Linked DNA regions of Danio rerio: region 2 is linked to region 1. The links are chromatin contacts, called in public HiCAR-type maps. All regions are on one chromosome and are shown on one strand. Each heading gives the region's core, a stretch centred on a gene start, on an enhancer-like site or on the middle of the called end of the contact. The rest is flanking DNA. Distances are from core to core; before and after follow the strand shown.

Region 1 (7,762 bases), core at 1,694-4,193:
TTTCATGGATTGTTTTTGAAAACACTGTTGGTTGGGTATATGGAAGGGGGTGGGTGGCGGGGTCAGTCGCTCGGTCAATTAGTCGACAGAGGCCTCTGGTGGATTTACACTAGAACAGCAGCCACAAATGGCAAATTTGAGATCTGAAAAAGCACACACAGTGGCCTCTGGTGAAGTTGCGGAAACAAATATTGCAAAAAAATTATCTCCTGAGACATATTTGGCGCTCCCCAGAAATGTATAAAAGGCTACGTAATCAGAATGAGCCCGAGTTAATATTATTTCTATTGTGTCTTTCCAGCCTCGGCCTCCAACATTGTGCCTACAGTATGTAATGGCAGAGAGGTAGTGGACTCAACAACATCTTCACTCTGAGAAACAGGATTCCTGTTTGTTTGCCAAATGCGATTTACTGATAAATCCTATCTTCACTAGTCATGAAATCAAGTGTTTGCTAATGTTGAGAAGGCTATTCTGGATAAAGAATAAAGCCTGTTATGTTGTTCTCAACGTGCTGTGAGTACAATATCCCATTTGTTTCTCTTTCTCTTACTCTTTCTCTATCTGACTAGTTAGATCATATCAGTGGGATGCCAGTTTAAACTCTGTATACCCATTCTTTTTATGGAAACCATAATAAAGTATTGTTTGAGATATGGAGTTAAAATATAGTAAATCTGTTTAAAGTATTATATACGAGATGTTTTTAATGTAGATTTCTGGTGATTCTGGTTTGTGCTTTCTTGTAATTTATGTAAATAAAATGTGTTTTTTATGAATTCAAGCTTTGTGGTTGATTTACTGTCTTTATTATATTATATTATATTATATTATATTATATTATATTATATTATATTATATTATATTATATTATATTATATTATATTATATTATATTATATTATATTATATTATATTATATTATATTATATTATATTATCCACACACTTCCTTTGATGTCTGCACCAATGGGTCTGCACATAGTAAACCTTGTACATTATCCCCATCTAGAGGATGTAGGGGCTCATTACATCAAGTTGGTAAGGCTAATACATTGTGCCTCGAATTTCATTGTTATAACATTTCATTACATTATCTACTTACTACTTATGTTATAAATTTAATATTTATATCCTTCATAATCACAATATCCACATATGCAGCCTATCACTGGCTGAACAGTGTTACAAAAGGGTTATTGATATATACACTCATCACTAGTGGTGAAACTGGAGATTTTCTTGTCAAGTTTATAAAATATTTTTTGTGATGCTTTTATCTGCAGTAATTCTATTTTTTTATGAGCGATTTTATAATTTGTGACAGGTCTGTTGTTTCCTGTGCTGCTGAATTCTCCATTTTATATGCTACTTTTATAGTGTTTTTTTATTTTTTTATTTTTTACAGTCTATGGTTTTAACAGATTTAAGCAGCATCTACAGAAAAATCTCAGAAGTTAGATGGTACTGAGTTCACTTCTACAAATGCATACTTATCATTAGGTATACACCAGTTTAACATTAATGTAAAGTGCATAAAGTCAATGCAATTAGGTAAAGCATGATCAAGATGATACTAAAGTTTAACCCAGGTGGCATGGATGTTGCCAGACAGACTGGTCTGAGTATTCAGAAACTAACAATCTATTTGCATTTTTACATTTCCAGGGTTTACAAAGAATAGTTTGAAAAATAGAAAATATAGTACGTACACCAGCTCTCTGGACAAAAATGCCTTGTTGATGCTAGAGAAGGATGGCCATATGGGCTAAAAGAAAGAGTGGCATGACAGAAACTCACATACAGTAAACACTTATTACAACAGCTGACACCTGCAGACTGAACAATACATTTATAAAGCAGATGAGCTACAGCAGCAAAAGAGACACATGTGACACTACTGTCAGACATGAACACCAAACTGAGGCCACAAATCACAAAGGGTTCCCTAAAATTAGACAATAAAAGATTTGGCAAAGGGCGGTGCAGTGGGTAGTGCTGTCACCTCACAGCAAGAAGGTCATTGGTTCGGGCCTCGGCTGGGTCAGTTGTCATTTCTGTGTGGAGTATGTTCGCCCTGTGTTCGCTTGGGTTTCCTTAGTGCTCCGGTTTCCCCCACAAGTCCAAAGACATGTGGTATAGGTGAATTGGGTAAGCCAAAAATTGTCCGGAGTGTGTGTGTGTAATTAGGTGTGTATGGGTGTTTCTCAGTGATGGGTTGCAGATGGAGGGGAATCCGTTGTGTAAAACATTTGCTGGATAAGTTGGTAGTTCATTCCGCTATGGCAACCCCTGATTAATAAAGGGATTAAGCTGAAAAGAAAATGAATGAAGGTTGGACAGAAATGGTGCCTGGTTTGCCAACAACATGGATAATTATTATTATTAAATTATTAGCCCCTTTAAGCTATTTTTCTTCGATAGTCTACAGAACAAACCATTGTTATAGAATAACTTGCCTAATTACCCTAACCTGCCTAGTTCACCTTTTTAACCTAGTTAAGCCTTTAAATGTCACTTTAAGCTGTATAGAAGTGTCTTGAAAAATATATATATGTATGTATGTATGTATGTATGTATGTATGTATATATATATATATATATATATATATATATATATATATATATATATATATATATATATATATATATATATATGCATATATAAAATATAATTTGTCACACAGAGAATCTGAGTATTTGAGGAAAATGAATATTGAATAAATAGTTTTTTTTAACGTTTATAACGTTGTTAATATAAATTAATATAGCCTATGGTAATATGTATAATTATTATTATATATAACTCAAACTGTAAATTATATAGCCTATCTAGTATTAACTTAAAGTTTAGTCCGGTGGCAATTGTTGTATGTTGTAGTAAGCTACAGTAACGTAGGGAGGAGTGTGATTGTGACGTACACTGTCGGAAACACGGAAGTTCAGTCTGCAGACAGTGTCGAACAGTGAGAGTGAATCTGCAAACTTTCCCTGTACCGCCAGTATCAGGTCAGTGCCTTTTTATCCGACTGGTTATAAAATATCGAATCATATTTATCGGCGACGTTGCTTTTACTATATACATTTCGATAGTTACACGTGAAGCTGAAAATGCCAGTATGCGTCAAGAACCCATTTTAATCGCACGCCTGTTACACTAAACGCAAAACATTGTCACGCTGCGATTGTAAACACTTGACGTTTGTCATATGGCATGAAATCCTAAACATATTTGGTCAGTTAATAAATGCTCTCTCGTTGAATAGACACACCCCCGTGGTTTCTATAAACGAATTTGCAGTGCAGATAAGCTGATAGGCTGCCAGGAGCATCCACGTCACTTACTGTAAATCCGGCATGTCTCCACATGTCCCAGCAGTGCTGTGGTGATTTGGTGTTAGTTCACATCAAGGTTCACATTGAAATCAAGGTTTGCTGTTAGTTTAAATACCATTAGAGCATGCAAGATGTGACTGTTTCAGCAGAACACTATTTAACGTTAGTAGTTTTAGCTGTAAGTGTGGTTGTTAGATTCATAATATTCAAGTTAATGTCTACTGACAATTTAAAAGTAAAAAAAAAAATACTTTAGATGCAGTGAGGTTCTACACTCACCGGCCACTTTTTAAGGTACATCTGTCCAACTGCTTGTTAACGCAAAGTTCCAATCAGACAAGCACATGGAAGCAACTCACTGCATTTAGGCATTTACACATGGTCAAGACGATCTGCTGCAGTTCAAACCGAGCATCAGAATGGGGAAGAAAGGTGATATTAGTGACTTTAAACAAGGCATGGTTTTTGGTGCCAGACGGGCTGGTCTAAGTATTTCCGAAACTGCTGATCTACTGGGATTTTCATGCACAACCATCTCTAGGGTTTAAAGAGAATGGTCTGACAAAGAGAAAATATCCAGTAAGCGGCGGTTTTGTGGGCGCAAATGCCTTGATGATGCCAGAGGTCAGAGGAGAATGGTTCAAGCTGACTTGTTCAAGCTGATAAAAAGGCACTCAAATAACCACTTGTTACAACCGAGGTATGAAAAAGAGCATCTCTGAATGCACAACACATCCAACCATAAGGCGGATGGGCTACAGCAGCAGAGGACCACACCAGGTGCCACTCCTGTCAGCTAAGGAACAGGAGTGGAAACTGAACAGGAAACTGAGCCTACAATTCGCACAGTCACCAAAATTGGACAATAGAAGGTTGGAAAAACATTGCTTGGTCTGTTGAGTCTCGATTTCTGCTGCAACATTCAGATGGTAAAGTCAGAATTTGGTGTCAGCAACATGAAAGCATGGATCCGTCCTACCTTGTATCAACGATTCAGGCTAGTGGTGGTGTGGTGTAATGGTGTGGGGGAATTTTTTGGCACAATTTAGGCCCATTAGTACCAATTGAGCATCGTGTCAACGCCACAGCCTACCTGAATATTGTTGCTGACCATGTCTATCCCTTTATGACCACAGTCTATCCATCTTCTGATGGCTACTTCCAGCTGGATAAAGCGCCATTTGCAGCAACTGTGTGATGTTATCATGTCAATATAGACCAAAATCTCAGGAATATTTCCAGTACCTTGTTGTATCTTTGCCTCAAAGGATTACGACAGTAATGAAGGAAATGGGGGGTCCAACTAAGTACTAGAAAGGTGTATGGAGGAAAACAATCAGTCTATGCAAGAAACTAGTAGCTCTCAGCATTATTACATTTAATAATTTGCATATAGTCATTATTGTGAATGCACTCAGGACCATTTAACAATGCTGCAGATTAAATGTAATATAAAACTTCTAGAGTAATGCTATTACTATGACATATGTGTATTTAATTTTTTTTAAGGTTAAATAACATTACATTATATGTAATAAATAAAGAAAACAAACACATTATTTTTAGCTTGTTTATTTATTAATGAATATAACTATACACTGCATGTTCTGCATATGAGACATTGGGCTTTTTGGTCTAACTTACTGTTCTAATGATGGACAGGTGTGTTTTTGGCAGTAACCATAGATTTCCGTTATATGCCGAAACAATTATTATAACATTAAGTAAACATCATTTACCATGCAGACATTTTGTGAATGTCCTACAGTAAATATAGCAAAAAAGAATTTTGATTAGTAATGTGCACTTCCGTTAGTAAACTTTAAAGGCTATTTCAGTGTTTTGATTATTTTTTAACTCACAGATTCCATATTTTCAAATAGTTGTATCTTCTGAGCTGTACATTATTCATTCTAACAAACATCAGTGGAAAGCTTATTTATTCAAGTTTTGTAAGATGTATAAATCTCAATTTCGATAAAATGTACCCTTATAACTGGTTTTATGGCACACTTTATGACACACTTTAATTGCTGATTAAGACTTTATTGAATGTTTAATATATTATATTTTAAAATCATATGATTGATTATGAAAAAAGAGGACAAAGATGGCACCCAAGAGAAGGGCAGCATCGAGCACCAAAGCTGGAGGGAAGAAAGTCAAGCAGGAGACGCAGCCTGAAGCTCCACCCAAGGACAAATTCACTTCCGCCAAAGAGGCCCTGAAGGCAACAGGATCGCAGGTGAAGGGCACAAGGAACCCAGACAGCGTATGTCATCTGTCAAATGCTGAGGTGAGACTGAACAAATGTTTAAGTCTAGTTTACCACTAAATTAAGTTAATAACTACTTTTTTACACAAATGAAAACATTTTTATTACACTCTTGATTAAAATCGGATTCACCTAAAACTATTGACCTTATTCTTGACGTATGAGTGGGTGCAGCCATTGGAATTTTTGTTGGCTCCAGTCTCATTCACTTTCATTGGTTTTTAGATGTTATAAGGTGCTTGTTATGCTGCTTAATTTTGCAAACACACATTTTTTATTACTTTATTCTGCTTTTATGTAGTCATGAACACACTTGTTTGTAAGGGAAATAGTTTGACCGTTTTTCTTTATTATTCCTTGTCATTTCAACTTTAGGCAATTGAATTGGAAGTTCTGAAACAATCGCAAAAATGTGCACACTTCTGCATTGTAGAATAATGTCATTAAGATTTAAAAATATTTCTAAAGAGATCAAAAAGTAAATCCACATAAATTCAGTGATCAGTCAAGATTTATGAAGATCACTTTAAATGGTGAACCGATGTTATTTTGTTTTTTATTCATGTGCGATAAACATTGATAAGCAAACATAAGTAGAAGCTCAACCATCTGTTCATCTTATGAAGCAGGCATGTCTGTTTAGGAGACTTGGATTAAAATGCTTAATTTAGTTGCTTTTAGAAAAGAAGCATTTTCTATGAATGGGCTTTAAATGGAGGAACAGAAGTCTCTCAGATGTAAAATATATGTATTTGTGGTGATGAGAATGACTAGACTTCTTATGGATTGTAATTAGGGATGTATTGTTTGACAGTTTTTCCGTGATTCGTATGGATCACAACCCACAGTTCAGAACACACATGACCCACTTTTTATTATAATTTTTTTGCTTGTAGATTAACACTAAATTTGTAACGGTTGCAGAGAGATCGCCTCTCGCATCATTTACATCATATTTATGAAAGCATTTAGGCTTTCCTGTAAAGTATAATGATGATGGAAGAAGCTGTGGTAGGTTATTCGTGATGTGGTGGGTTTCTTAGGTTATTAAAGTTGTTTTCTATCACTACTTGTTTATTCTGCATCAATGCATTCAGTGTAAGCTACATGATTAATCATTAAAAGATCGGAATCTCTACACCCACGCAACATTCAAATTGCTGCATTCAAGTCTGTGATTAAAAATTGCAAAAATCAAGAAAGATAGTCAGTTTCTAGAGCTAGTTTTGAATTAGTTATGAAGTTACAAACAGTCAAAAAACACAGAAGTACTGGGATAACAGTAATCATGTGCTCAAAAATGAAAATTGTAGGCTGCAGTTATATTATTTAACCAAAAGGTGGTGACAACCAAACATTAAAAATATGCCACTAAATAATTTTTCAAAAATTACATACTGTATCTAGCAATAAAACATGAAGTTTTATGAGTGATTATGTGAATCATTTATTGAAAATAATACTTAAAATTAATATAAATTGTACAAATTATAATGTTAGATTTACACATTTAGTATCATCAGCAACAGTTGTAGTAACTAAATTTTTCACAGTACTAAATATTTTACAATTACATTTTTTAAAATAAAATTACAGGTTCTAAGTTCTGTTTGTTAAAATAAAAACTTTCTAGCAGTACTGTTTTTGTAATAAATGGAAAGCAAATTACATTGGTCTTCTCCCCTTTTTGATTCATCCGAAAAATGGTGTGATTCGTGACTAAAAGACCATTTTCTGATCCAAACTATGAGATCTGTGATCCGTTAAACCACTAATTGAAATTAAAAATTATGTCAGTAATTGAAATTAATTAACCCTTGTTTAAACTTCCATTGATGCATTCAGATTTTTTTTCTGTTGTACATAAAAGCTTGACCTGATTCAAAGAAAAATCTTGTGTGATCCAAACCAACAGGTTCACGAGGATTACGACTGTATGCTTAACCAAACCAACATAGGAAACAACAACAACAAATTCTATGTAATCCAGGTCTTAGTGTCTGGAGGGAAGTACTACTGCTGGACAAGATGGGGAAGAGTGGTATGCTTCTTTATTTCTGTTTTTTGTACAACTTGATGTAACTTCTAATGAATGACTTGGCTTTTCCATCTTTCACCATTTGCAGGGAGAGTCGGGCCAAAACGCTTTAGCT
Region 2 (7,762 bases), core at 3,007-5,506, 240 kb before region 1:
TAAGAATGTTATCATCAATCACAATAAAAATTACAGTGAACTCCAAACGAACTCCCGTCTCCTCCACCAGCTGTGGGAAAAAAACATTATAATGACTCAGATCACTCTGACTATTCATGTAAAAAGTGATTGACAGGTGGTCGTTTGTGTGTAACTTTATTAATTTATGGTTTGTTATTGGTAAAGCAAAGACCATGGGGGTCAGGTAATGAAAACGGTAGGCTAAAATTAATTAATTAGTTATGAATTGATTGATATTTAACAACCACCACCCCCCCATATGACGATGATGTTATCGTCCATCGCGATGTTTCACATTAGACATTGTACGATGCCAAATTGGTCAACATCGCCCAATCATACTGGTAGCAAAATCTGATGAGGGTCATCAAAATGTGCTACCTACTTTTTGAATAGGAGGCAGGACAATCTGATAAGTTTGGACAAATCGACAGAACACCGGTCTGGTAGCTAGTTCCTGTAACTGAGTTCCTATAACTACCTAATGTTAAAGCCCTTTTATGTAATGTTCATATTATGCTATGCATATTATATTATGTTGGTAATTTTAGATAATACAACATTACACAGCTATTATTTGGGGCTTTCAAACTGGAGGTACCTGCTTTTTGCCATGTTCATACAGCATAAACTGGGAACGGCTATTGTAGATATAAGCAGTGTGTGAATTATACATTGACGATCAGGGGGGCCGACTGTTTGGGTTAGTTTGTGTAATACATGCTGCAGTCAGTTATGCATTTATTTTTGATTCCCTCTATTTTATTATTAAAATGTATTTAAGTTTTGAGGGATATTTAGTGTATTCTGACCTACAGTATTCTCTGATAAGCTATTTCAGATGATACTGTTGGATAAACTACAAGCTATGCGTCTAATTTGATTTGATTTTCAGGCAAAATATAGAAACAACTGTTACAAAAAAAACAATATCTTGGGAACATGATGTCTATTGGTGCTCTAGATCTGCCACTTTTAGACTTTTTTTTAAATAGAGTGATGGTGCAATTAAGCATTAACAGTGGTTTCAACCATTATAGGGGTGGCCAAATGTATATTAATATTACCTATTATTAGAATTATTAACATTATTATTTATAAGTGTATCTGCATCTGCCTCGTAAAACATGTGCTGGATAAGTTGGTGGTTCATTCCGCTGTGGGGAACCCAGATTAATAAAGGGACTAAGCTGAAAAGAAAATGAATGAATTAATTAATTATTTAAAATACAGATCAGAGTGAAATATTTCTCGGTATTTAACAACTGACCCCCCTATACATCTTGTTATGACCTTCTTCAGGAGGGATCGAGTGTTAATCAGGGTTGTTAATCCCCCCTAAACTCCCCTGTAATTCGCACCCTGGATATAAGGACACCATTTGGAGCACTGGGTGCAGTTTAGTATTTCTGGATTATACAGAGATGTAAAACATTTTTGTTTGTTTTGTTTTTGCAGGGTGAAGAGATTCTCTCTCAGAGGTCACAGGCAGCTGATGAAGAGGAGGAAGAGTCCTCTCAGCTACAGAGCGAAGCAGAGGTAGGTTGGCCTCCATTTTTCGACATAAATGCTCTTGTAATCTAATCTGCTGGAATTCTGAACATAAACTGTTTATTCCTACTGCACAGGATGCACAATAAGATGTGAACTTTGCTGATGGGAAATTAAATATTTTTGTTACAATGCCAAAAAATCATTCATTTCTTTGCTTTACATGCAAGTGTTGTAATCTAGGTCAATTGATTAGTGTTATTCGATCTAACATTTTATCATTTGCTGTTTTTTATTTTTATTTTTAAAGAAGGCTCTCAAGCTCAAAGGCTTTTTATTTCAATAATGTTGAAATTTTGGTAATGTTGTGAAATATTATTACAATTCAAAAGAGTTCTTTTTCTACTTTATGTGTTTTGATGCTTGTGATAACAAAGCTAAACTTTCAGTATCCATTGACCGGAGAAAAACAATTGAACAACACTGGATAAAATTTCACTATGCTATTTTGGTTTTTAGTGCCAGTAACTCATTTTGTGTATTTTTTTTTTTTTGCTTTTTTGTTTGTTCAACACATTTACCATTATGAATTATTATACCGGCTGCTAAAAAAGTCAGCTAACAAACAGCATTAGCTCATGGGTGAGTTTGAGCCCAGAGAGCTGTTGACTATTAGCCTAACATTCGATAAGTCATCAAGAATGTTTTAGGTGAAATAATTAAATAAAAAATCACCAATATCTTGGATGGCTTGAGGGTGAATTAACATCAGTCTTTTTTTATGAAATGCAAATATTACAGGCCATTTTAATTATGTTTGATTATTATAACACATTTCTCCTATCACATCAACATATTCCTCTCCTGCCCAGCAGCAGTATTTTGTTATCATGCGTTGTCATCTAATTCACAAAAGCAAATCTGCAGCATGTCCCGTGACTGTCTATAATTGTCTTTAATGGGATGTCATGAATTTCGCTTCACTTGTTTTGGGAGTTCAGTTTCCTCATTGGATCCTTTATGAGGGATTTGGTAATATATTTTATTTCTTGATGCTTGATCTAATCTGTTTTTGATGCAGGAGAGTGACTCTGATGAGAGAAATGATGGACAGGAAGAAGTGGAGGAATCAGATGAATCGGACTGAAATACACTACCGTTGATTTACTAGTTCAGGGGTGGACAGCCCTGTTCCTGGAGAGCCACCTTCCTGCAGATTTCAGTTGCAACCCATATCAAACACACCTGCCTGTAATTATCACGTGGTGTTCAGGTCCTAATTAATTGTTTCAGGTGTGTTTGTTATGGGGAGCAACTGAAATCTGCAGGAAGGTGGCTATCCAGGAACAGGGCTGTCCACCCCTGTACTAGTGCATCCAATTATATTTTCTTTTCCTTTCTAATTTTAAATGGAGAAAAAGGCTGATGTGTATTAACCATAATCAAGTGGTTTTCTTGAGAAACTATTTGTGTTTTCACATTTTATGGTATTTGTTTGTTGCCGTTTGCTGTCATATTTTAATAAAAATGTAAATGTTAATAATAAATGAAGGCCAATTTCCTGTATGTTCTTGTGCAGCAGCATTTGTCTGTACTGTAAAGTTATACTGTCAATTATACTAAGTTACACACAGGTCTCTAATAGGCAAAAATGATCATAAAATAATTTTCTGCACTTATTGACATAGATTCCACCATCAGTCCTGATTACAACCAAAATTAAATTCATTTTAAGGATTTTAACCCTTTAAATTTCAGTTTTCAACAAGCATTGCCTCACAACAAGAAGGTCACTGGTTCGAGCCTCGGCTGGGTCAGTTGGCGTTTCTTTGTGGAGTTTGTATGTTCTCCCTGTGTTCGCGTGGGTTCCCTCCGGGTGCTCTGGTTTTCCCCACAGTCCAAAGACATGTGGTACAGGTGAATTTGGTAGGCTAAATTGTCCGTTGTGAATGAGTGAACATTTGCTGGATAAGTTTTCGGTTCATTAATTGGACCTCAGATTAATAAAGGAACTATTCATAAAGAAAATGACTGAATGAATGTATTTGCTTGCTTAAAAGGCACAGAGATAAATATTGGCCTTTTATTGTATTCAATAAACCTTTAAATTGCAGTTTTCAAAACTTATATGTAAACGATATTGAATGCCAAATTTTTATTATTATTTTACATTTTTATGAATAATTTACATGTAGTCCTGTCAATTTACATGTAGTGCTATACAAATAAAAAAATGTATTTGCTATTTGCTAAAAAGGTTAAACTTAAGAAAATTTTGAAAAAAAGTAAATAAATTATACCTTTTTTTATTCTTTTGCATTTATTTTTATTAGTTAAGAGGTTTTACATTTTATGTATTGGTTTGCATGCTTAAAAGGCACAGAGATGAAATATTGGCCTTTTATGGGATTCAATGGGGCCTGAGTGTAACTTTTTGTGTACCTAGTGTAAAACAGATTAATGAATGCAAATGAGGGTGGACTAACACGCCAAAACAACCGATAGTTTCAGCAGAACAAATCACTGAATCGGTTGTATAATAGACCCGTTCAAAAGAACCGATTCGCGCAAATGAATCGGACTTAACATAACTATTTGGTTGGCTCGTTCACGCAATCCCTCTGAGTCACAGTCACATGTTGCAACCAGGAAGCAATGCGCTCAATGTTTTGTGCAAAGGATAAACAAAAATTCAGCTGTGTCAATACATAACTAAACTTACCTAACAGTAAAGCCTCAACACTGTAAATGTAACATCTGCCGAGCGACACGCGAGCAAACAAGCCAATTCGCATGCTGAAGGACTGATTTTGTGTTTGTTTTCCCTGTAGCTGAGGATTATTTATACACGTTGACCGTTTCTGAGCGTGATTTTGTGAAGCCGGGCAAACAAAAATGTCGGACTTTATCATTTTACTGCTAATTCTGTTTTTGATCATCTGTCTGATCGTGACTCTGGTGGGCTTCGTTTTTTACACCGGTCTTTTCTCGGAAGTCGTGATTCGGACTGGATCTCCTCCGGTGAAAAACATCACGATTGCATACAAGTTCTGGAAGAGCTCGTACAAGGCCAGCGGAGCCGCTTTCACGGAGAGCTGCAGCATCGGACCGAAGCTCTCGTCTGTCGGGGTGTTTTACGATGACCCCAATCAGGTCAGTAGCTCGACCCTTTATGACCTCTGAAGTAGCTGGTTTTAAATTCTCACATTCATTCAATGACAACTTGTGACATGCTCCCTATATTGTTTAAGATATTTTGGTCTGATATCACATTGTTTGACTTCAGAACAACAATAGAGGTAAAGTTGGTTTTATATTGGAATATTCAGACATTGATTCTCCTTTATAATATAATTTCAGAAAATTATATATGCAAATTCTGAATAGGAAAATCATATTAGCAGCAAATGACTCGCTCTCTTTAAATGTACATAATAAAATATAAACAATTATCATATCCAATAAATCACAATATTTTTCTATATATTATTACTCCGTATATCAAATTCAATATATCATATTATTATTTAATATATCATATTATTATTCAATATATCATATTATTATTTAATATATCATATTATTATTTTATATATCATATTATTCAATATATCATACTATTTTTTAAATGTATCATATTATTATTCAATATGTCATATTATTATTTAATATATCATATTATTATTTTATATATCATATTATTCAATATATCATACTATTTTTTAAATATATCATATTATTATTCAATATGTCATATTATTATTTAATATATCATATTATTATTTTATATATCATATTATTAAATATATCATACTATTTTTTAATTATATCATATTATTATTCAATGTCATATTATTTAATATATCATATTATTATTTTATATTTCCTATTATTCAATATATCATTATTATTTTATATATCATATTATTATTTTATATATCATATTATTATTCAATATATCATATTATTATTCAATATATCATATTATTATTTAATATATCATTATTTTATATATTCTATTATTAAATATATCATTATTATTTTATATATCATATTATTATTTAATATATCATATTATTATTTAATATATCATATTATTATTCAATATGTCATATTATTTTATATATCATATTATTATTTTATATATCCTATTATTCAATATATCATTATTATTTTATATATCATATTATTATTCAATATATCATATTATTATTTAATATATCATATTATTTTATATATCTTATTATTCAATATATCATTATTATTTTATATATCATATTATTATTCAATATGTCATATTATTTTATATATCATATTATTATTTTATATATCCTATTATTCAATATATCATTATTATTTTATATATCATATTATTATTCAATATATCATATTATTATTTAATATATCATATTATTTTATATATCTTATTATTCAATATATCATTATTATTTTATATATCATATTATTATTCAATATGTCATATTATTATTTAATATATCATATTATTATTTTATATTTCCTATTATTCAATATATCATTATTATTTTATATATCATATTATTATTTTATATATCATATTATTATTCAATATATCATATTATTATTTAATATGTCATTATTTTATATATCCTATTATTAAATATATCATTATTATTTTATATATCATATTATTATTTAATATATCATATTATTATTTAATATATCATATTATTATTCAATATGTCATATTATTTTATATATCATATTATTATTTTATATATCCTATTATTCAATATATCATTATTATTTTATATATCATATTATTATTCAATATATCATATTATTATTTAATATATCATATTATTTTATATATCTTATTATTTAATATATCATATTATTATTTAATATATCATATTATTATTCAATATGTCATATTATTATTTTATATATCATATTATTATTTTATATATCCTATTATTCAATATATCATTATTATTTTATATATCATATTATTATTCAATATATCATATTATTATTTAATATATCATATTATTCAATATATCATATTATTGTTTAATATATCATATTATTATTCAATATATCGTATTATTATTCGACATGTCATATTATTATTCAATATAGCAAAATATTATTCAATATGCCATATTATTATTCAATTTATCACGTGAACTGAATGTTTGTTTACGGGTTTACAAGTAGAGGAAGATGCATTTTTATATGTTATGCATCAAATATGCACTCCAAACATTTTCTTCATTGACACACATTGAGTTATTCCTCCACCATTTTGCAATGTTTCCAAATTGCATTGTTAGTCATTTTTCATACCAAATTTTAAAATAGTTTCTTGTATATTATTTTCTTAGAAGCTGCTTCTGACCATGACGTGTCCACACTAAATGTTTATAAGAGACATGTTTAAGGGATTATATACAACATCCTTCATTTATTCTCTCAGGTAAATCCAGATCTCCACTTAAGTATCACACTTAAGAGAGTTAAATGCTTAATGCAATGCTAAAGTTATATAAACCTTGAAGCATCAGAATCTGTATCAAACGATCACCAACACAAGGAATCGGTACTCTGTATTGGCTCCAAACATCCTGATCGAAGCATCCCTATTTGTTATTTAAGAATATTTATAGTTGTTTGTTTATTCGCTAAAAAGTAAACATAATTTAATCCAGAACTTAACTGCCTACTAGGAAGACACACATGGTCATGAGAATCAAGCCTCAGGCATGCTATTCTAATGATATTATAAACCTATGATTCACTTTAGTAAACATCTGTTTTCAAGACTGACTCACAAATGCAATGTAAACCTTTCCTAATATTACGTCTTATATGTTTCATTATATCCTAGTATTCAGTGTCTCATAATAACACATTAGCTGTGGATGTTTCTGAAAGTGAACATGGACCTCAAAGAGCAGCAATTCTCAAAGATAAAGAGACTTTAGATGCAAAACATTTTCATATTCTGTGTGGAGAATGGATTGCATTTAATCAGCTCATCAGAAAGCGAAACAAACACACCATGCAAAATATGTCCGATGTCTCGGCAGATAATAGATTTAAATTTACAGCAAAACTGGTCATGCTGGAAGACTGTTGTTTGGTTGAATGGGTGTTATTAAAATAACTGCACTGATCTAAAGCTGTGCAGGCATTGTGCATCAGTTTTGTGAGGTTTGGCGTGGGAAATGAAAGTTGAGTAACGAATCTGTTATTTTGTGCAGCATAA

The links. HiCAR-type assays count read pairs that join an accessible place to other places.
Region 2: a contact with region 1 is called in a HiCAR-type map of caudal fin, with 6 times the contacts expected there. The contact joins the promoter of tex264a here to the promoter of parp3 in region 1. A contact is called at or near these places in 6 of 18 Hi-C or Micro-C datasets (caudal fin, embryo, fibroblasts and 3 more) and 2 of 4 datasets of contacts at active chromatin or transcription factors (caudal fin and embryo).

The regions. Positions count from the first base shown.
Region 1 is chr6:44,593,235-44,600,996 of GRCz12tu, reverse strand. parp3 (poly (ADP-ribose) polymerase family, member 3) reads left to right here and starts at 2,943. Exons shown (of 11, transcript NM_200501.1): 1 at 2,943-3,007; 2 at 5,436-5,630; 3 at 7,525-7,650; 4 at 7,736-7,762. The coding sequence starts at 5,445. grm2a (glutamate receptor, metabotropic 2a) reads left to right here. Exons shown (of 5, transcript NM_001302225.1): 5 at 302-400. The coding sequence ends at 375.
Region 2 is chr6:44,836,343-44,844,104 of GRCz12tu, reverse strand. It overlaps tex264a (testis expressed 264, ER-phagy receptor a), which reads left to right and starts at 4,256. Exons shown (of 4, transcript NM_205661.1): 1 at 4,256-4,665. The coding sequence starts at 4,408. It overlaps fancd2 (FA complementation group D2), which reads left to right. Exons shown (of 45, transcript NM_201341.1): 43 at 1,480-1,560; 44 at 2,594-2,690; 45 at 2,845-3,063. The coding sequence ends at 2,659.